Regions from separate parts of the Mus musculus genome. Here region 1 is linked to region 2. The links are chromatin contacts, called in public promoter capture Hi-C maps. All regions are on one chromosome and are shown on one strand. The core of a region is the stretch at or near the end of the contact, and the rest is flanking DNA. Distances in the headings are between cores, read along the strand shown. Region 1 overlaps Chat (choline acetyltransferase). Region 2 overlaps Parg (poly (ADP-ribose) glycohydrolase).

Evidence for each region. Capture Hi-C pulls out chosen DNA fragments and counts their contacts.
Region 1: a contact with region 2 is called in a promoter capture Hi-C map of pancreatic islet. The contact joins two enhancer-like sites. A contact is called at or near these places in 1 of 484 Hi-C or Micro-C datasets (the N1E-115 cell line), 3 of 115 datasets of contacts at active chromatin or transcription factors (bone marrow-derived dendritic cells, embryonic basal ganglia and embryonic stem cells) and 1 of 9 other capture datasets (pancreatic islet).

Annotation. Positions count from the first base shown.
Region 1 is chr14:32,427,954-32,431,364 of GRCm38.p6, reverse strand. All of the region lies in intron 8 of Chat (choline acetyltransferase), which reads left to right. Among named protein-coding and RNA genes, the nearest start is that of Slc18a3, 35 kb to the left of the region's middle. Within about 2 kb of position 1,959, at least 12 of the 459 cell types and tissues checked have an H3K27ac peak or open chromatin away from gene starts, as enhancers often do. A contact at or near this core is called in pancreatic islet, where this site is marked.
Region 2 is chr14:32,276,191-32,279,504 of GRCm38.p6, reverse strand. The region is part of intron 15 of Parg (poly (ADP-ribose) glycohydrolase); the gene reads right to left. Among named protein-coding and RNA genes, the nearest start is that of Ogdhl, 44 kb to the left of the region's middle. Within about 2 kb of position 1,729, at least 5 of the 459 cell types and tissues checked have an H3K27ac peak or open chromatin away from gene starts, as enhancers often do. A contact at or near this core is called in pancreatic islet, where this site is marked.

The sequences.
Region 1 (3,411 bases), core at 710-3,209, 150 kb before region 2:
TGCAGCAGGTGATGGAAGAGGTGTTACCTCATTGCATCTAGGTGAAGGCAGAAATCCAAGTCCTTCATTCTGTCAGCACTCTGGTTGGGGAGGTAGTCTTTATTACTGTTAAATGAGGGTTCAGGGTCTCTACATGCTTCCTGTGTGTGCCATGTGAAAGATGGTAGGGTGGAGTGGTCACCATTTAGTGGAGCTGGAAGTCCCAGCTTTCATGAGAAACCATGGCGTCTCTATCCTCAGAGGTGGAGGTGCCTCAGTACAGATCAGTGATAGCACACCAGGTTCTCTGCTGGCCTTGAGGTGACAGCAGGGGGCAGAACTGATAGATTATGGGTGTATAGAGAGTTGAGTACTTGTACATTATTCCTGTTGATATGTGGCTGAAGTAGAAAGGCTATTATCTAAGAGTTCTCTTTTCTGTGTGTGTTTGTGAGTTTGCTTTGCTTTTTGTTGTTTGGTTTGCTTTACTTTTGGGGGGACAAGGTCTCTCTATTATGTAGCTCTGGCTGGCCTCAAATTCACAGAGAAATACCTACATCTGTCTCCCACGTGCTGGAATTCAAAGGGAGTTGCCACTACAACCTGCTTATCCAAGAGTGCTCTATTTTGCTGTGAATAGAGAAAGCAGGTCTGAGTAGGAACTTTGTCCTTGTATGTGAGTGTTCCCATTTGTGTTTTCATGTTTCTCATTTCTTCTAATCCAGATGTTGACTGTGTTAGATAAAAAAGGAAGGGGGAACTCTCTCTGTGTCGGTTGATTTAAGATGCCGTAACAAAAACCCAACAGACTGGGTGACTCGAGAGTGACTTTCTGACTTATAGGACCCCAGAGTCCAGGATGAAAGCATCAGAAGGATGGTTCCTTCCCCCTGCTCTTGGTTGCAATCTTCTGCCTTCCCATTGTGTGTTTAAAAGGCTTTTTCTCTGTGTCAGTGTCACTGGTGCATCTCCGGATATGGAGCAGTCTTGTCAGCCCCTTCTATGGCTTCATTTAATCCTAGTTATCATTCCAATGGTTCCTTCTCAAAATTCAGTCGTAATGGAGGTTAGATCTTTAATAAGTGATTTGCATGGAGTACAGGTCAGCCCAACACACTCAAAGGACCCATCACAACGGGTCTTTTTTAGGTTGTGAGATTCCTGTCTGGGAGGCTTTCCTCTTTCTATCTTCCAAAGCCTTCCTATGTTTGTTTTAAATACAATATTTATCTATGATATCCAGTGAGAGGGGATGGGGAAAAACAAAACCCAGTCCGTTTTCCTGGAAGACGAGACTCTCCCTCTTGAAAGATTTAAAGGAGATTTTATAACTCAATTCAGATCGGTTCTAATTCAAAAGAGACAGGCTTCATTGATAAAGACATACTTTTGTTACTGTCTTGGCCCCTGGGAGCTGGGATGATAAAGATCACCTCTCCGAGGCCATAGATTAGGGGAAAATATCAAACATCTGATGGAAATTTTATCTCCCAAAAGAAGATATAATCCACTGTTTTAGGAAGGAAGGTTGTTATAATGCACATGGTAGATGATTAGAAGCCTCATGTCTCTAAGACTTCCTGACCTCATCTCCAAGGATGGAAATGTGAACTGTACCATTACGTGATGCACACCAGAGAAGGCAGGAGTCCTGGGCAGGGCTGTGAACAGGTGTGCGTGCCTGTTAGAGAGCGGGACCTGAGAGTCTGACCCTTCTAAAGCAGAGGCCTGAGATACATGCTGTATCTTTGCACATCTGAGTAAGTCTGGAAGCTCCTAACCTCCAGGCCTCTGGAATTTCCACAGCACCAAAGCTGTGAGCCCCTGAGTGTGATCGTCAGGAGAGATTCCGTACTACTCAAGTCCCACCTCTCATGGGCAAGTAGGGGCTTCTTGAGGGAGATTGATTCACTGCATTAAGCAAGATCCCCCTGGTGTGCTCTGTGCAGAGGTCACGAGAGACAAACGACCCCTGCCACAAGCCTCCATCCCACCACCTAGTGTTTCCATTAGACTTGGGCCTCGCTCACAGTAGATGAGTTTGCATGTGCTTCATTTCCTGCCTTTCACAATAAACTTGTCAGTATTTGACGGATCAGCACTTGCATTCAGGGAGATCATTTGCAAGGCCACCTGGCATCCCGGCTCTCCTGTCCTGCCCCCATTTCAGTTTGCCTAATGAGCCAGGGCCTGATTCCTGGTGAGTGGTTCTGAGCTTCTGGGCCAGACACAGCCAGCATTTGATAGTAAGGCCTCAGCCCCTCCTCAGGGATCTTTCTCTGTCTGAAGGAGGTCAAGCCACTAGCATGGAGAGGAACTGTCCGTTGTTTTCTGCCTCAAGCCTGTGCTATGTTGTGTGGCTGAGAGGGGTGTCCCCAGCCTTCCCTCTCCCTTCCAGAGGTTGGATCAGGCTTGCAGCAGCTTCTTCCCTAGTGGGATAAGCTAGCTATGGGCTTCCTGGAGAGCTGCAGCCTGCCTATCCCACACTGCTTTGGGCTTATTTCTAAGAAATCCTGGTTAAGGAAGACACAAAGCCAGGCTTTTAGTATTCCCCAAGAAATGGCCAAGAGGGCAACGATCTATAGCATTCTAGTTGCCGTGGCCCCTCACCAGCTAGCATGATCTTATTCTTCCCACATGCCGAGGCATCCTTGGCTCTACTCCAAGCACATACCTTGGCCCTGATCTTCTTGCAGGGAGGACTCCTCATTCCTGAGTCTGACCTTCTTGGTGGTCTGCTCCCAATCTGGTCTTGGGGTTGAATGTCTGGAACAAATCCAGCCTTCTCCAGTCACTGGGCAATTATTATCAAACCCCATGTTTAAGTAAGGTCTTGGAAATGTCCTACAGTCTGGTTATTTATTTTCTTGTTTCTTCAAGTGGGATGTGAGACTGTTGCCAGTCTCCTGTTGTAGCACACATGCCTGAATTGACACTTGACACATGACAGGTGCTCAGCTGGGCCGTAACCTCACATCACTGTGGTCATCTGGCCTCACCGAAATCCTATAACCTTCACCCTTAAGCTGGAGGACAAGAAGTTTATCCCTAAGTTCCACCCATGTGGCTGGAGTTTGCTTCCAGCCCACCCACCGTCCTGGCTATCACCTCCCGGATGCTTTCCCCCTCCCTCTGACTATGTGGATCTGACACGGGATTGATCAAGTATACTTTCCCCATGTTCTGAAGGCACTGTCTCTACTGGGAAGCTAAAGAGACCCTTAGCACAGCGCACCACACAAGGCTTAGTGCCGTGGCTATCCTCATGGATGCGTGCCAGGGAAAAGAGGGGGATGGAGTGTGGAGAACCCTATAGTAAAGATGAACTCTATCCAGTTCCCAGGCTACCCCTCCTCCTACCTCTCTACTAGGCTTATGAGCAATGGGCCATAGATTCTGGTCCTTTGTGGGGCTTTGACCATTCCTATAAGG
Region 2 (3,314 bases), core at 480-2,979:
TGACCATAGAGCTTGTTTCATCTAGAATGGCCAATCAGTAGGCACCAGGGACCCATCTGTCTCTGCCTCCCTATTGTGAGGGTTATGGGCAAGCATCAGTTTTTATATAGTTTTACACAGGTACTGAGGATCTGAACCCAGGCCTCATGCTTGTAAGCACTTGGCCCACAGAGTTGTCTCTGCAGTTCCTGTATTAATTCTGTCTTTTCCTTCCCTCCCTCCCTCCCTCCCTCCTCCTCCTTCTCTCTCTTTTCCTCTCTTTCTTTTCCTTTCTTTTCTTTTCTTTTCTTTTCTTTTCTTTTCTTTTCTTCCTTCCTTCCTTCCTTCCTTCCTTCCTTCCTTCCTTCCTTCCTTCCAAATTTTAATTTGCCTTGCATTAGTTCTTAAGAATAAGATGCTGGGTTGGTGAGGTGACTTAGTGCATAAAGGTATTTGTTATCCAGCCTGAGAATTTGCACTCAGTTCCTGGACTCTGTATGGTGAGAGGAAAGAACTGACTCTTGCAAGGTGTCCTATGACCTCCGCAAGTGCACTGTGGCAGACGTGTCCTACCACACATTGAAAACAAGTGGAAAAATTTAAAATAATAAGATGTGAAAATGACATTTAACAAAAGCACTTGCTGCCTTTTTCTTTTTTAGCAAGAGTTACAAAACAATTCTTTTCTGAAATAACACATTTTGTAAGTGCCGCAGTGAATGAAAGAACATGCATCTAACTCAGGTACTGTGGCACAAGCCTGTTATCCCAGCACTCAGAAAGCAAAGGCAGAAGAGTTATGAGTTCAAGGCTAGTCTGAGCTATAGAAACCCTGTCTTAAAGGAACGCACATTTATCAATTGGCTTCCCATAGGACAGGCTCTGAGCCAGGCACTTTCTTAATATCAGTTTACATAAGGATCAGCTGTATTAAATCTGCAGGGCTTTTTGTCATTGTTTATTTTGTGTTTTGTTTTGTTTATTTGGTCTCATGGGAATTTGATAATTATGTTGGGAGACAACTGTGAATTTCTCTTAAAAATAAATCAGACAGAAAAGAACATTGGGAAAACTAAATAAGGACAGTCTCCAAGTTCAGACTGGTAACTAATTTTTGTGTGGAAAAATCTACATTTTAAAAATCCGTCATCTTGCCGGGCATGGTGGTGCACGCCTTTGATCCTAGCACTTGGGAGTGCAAAGGCAGGCGGATTTCTGAGTTCGAGGACAACCTGGTCTACAGAGTGAGCTGCAGGACAGTCAGGGCTACACAGAGATACCCTGTCTCGAAACAAAACAAAACAAAACAAAAATCCGTGATCTGAAGCCTTGAGGTCAAGGGAGTGATGGGTACTGCCCAGCACAGGCTAAGGCCTGCATTCTCCCTAGCACCAAAAGACAAGAGAAGAAAAAAGGTGCATGGGAGAGGCAAGGAAAGAAGTGAGCAGAAAAGACAAGAGCAAGCACAAGTCAGGAGAATCTGGTTAAAGCCCTTGGCTTGGTCACTGTTCAGCTTTGGGCATGGAGCGAGTTACCCAGTGTCCAAGGCTTCGTCTGTCTCTAGCTAGAGGCACGAGCAGTGTCTCTTGTCTTGAGCAGTGGTTAGGATTAAAGCAGGCCATGCAGGATGGAAGCAGGAGTCCAGAAGAATGGAAGGCCACTTGAGCCTGGGAGTTTAAGCACAGCCTGTGTGGCATAGCAACAGATGCCCCAAGAAGAAAGCTCTGACACTGCATTTAAAGTGCTAAGTGGAGTGTCTAGTATAGTGTAAGCAATCATTCTGCTGCCTCCCCCACTGTTGGTTACAGTAATCGAAACCATTCCACTTGCAGCTGACTGGGAAGAATCTTTTGTAAATCAAATGTAAGCCATAGCTGCACACTGACATAAATATCGGCAGGTGGGAAACAAATACAAACCACGTCACTGTGCTCAACAGACAATGTATCTGCTTTACCTGCTGTCATCTATGCTCAGGCACTGGACTGACTAAACTTTATTTAGATTAAAAATATCTTGAAAGTAATTATTAGAACTACTCTGAGATAACATACTTATATAATTTCTAAAATACCTCATTAATGCTAATCATTGACCAAGTCAGCTGAAATTCTTCCTGAAATACTTCCATAAGACAGGCAGTGTGCCAGCTAAACGGACCTGAATGAAAGGAAATTCCCCCACCTGCCAGGCTATTTCAAGACTCATTCTTTGAACATAAAGTCTAGAAGTACTCTATATTCTATAACAGTGGTTCTTAACCTGTGGGTTGTGACCCCTTTGGGGGTCATATGACCCTTTTACAGGGGCGGCATATCAGATACTAACATTACAATTCATAGCAGTAGCAAGATTACAGTTATAAAATAGCAACAAAATCATTCTATAGATGGGGTTCACCACAACATGAGGAACTGTACGAAAGGGTCAGAGCTTTAGTAAGGTTGAGAACTATTGTTCTATTGATAAATGTTTTCAGTGTTGGAGATACGTATCACCAGCCTATTATATATACACACATGTATACATATATGTGTCTCTGTGTGTGCATGTACATATATCTCCTATATATAACATTTTCGTGTCTCTGAGACAAGAAATTAAAGGTTAGTGATACAAGTACATGTAGAGTGTCAATTAGCCATAAGGAATTTTAAGACTTGTTTATGCTCAAGGATTGCATTAACATATCATAATTATGGATTTATTTCCCTTAAAATGACATTTATCCCACCCCGCCACTGTGTCTGTCTGATTGTGCATAAGTACCTTGTACACATAGAGGGTGGAGGACAATTTAAAGGAGTTGGTTTTCTCTTTCCACCATGTAGGTGCTAGGACCTGGAGATCAAATTTAGATCAGGCTTAGTGGTAAGTGCTTTTATTCACTGAGCCATCTTACTGGCCCCAATAATTTCTTTTAAAAGTGAATATTTCAGTCCCCTGCAGGAAAGCATATCTGAGAATATAAGCTTCAGCCATAAAAATGGGAAACTTATGTTAATATTATGCAACTACAACTAAGCACATTTTTATTTTACCTTTCTTTCATATATTTCTTTCAAAACATCTGCTTAAACAAATATCTTTGAGTTTCAAAAAGCATGTAACAAGGTCCCATAGACATGCTTATGTAAGGAACGCCCATGAGATTCTGAAGATTAATCTAACTGTCTTGATACATTCAATCATAAAACATCTTGGACTTGAAGGCAATAGCTTCAGGTTGAACATTTATAACAGTGAAAACAAGTTATATTTATCTGTTTTGTTGTTGTTGTTGTTTGTTTTGAGTACAGGGGATGTAACCCAGGGCTCACACATGCTAAGCAAGT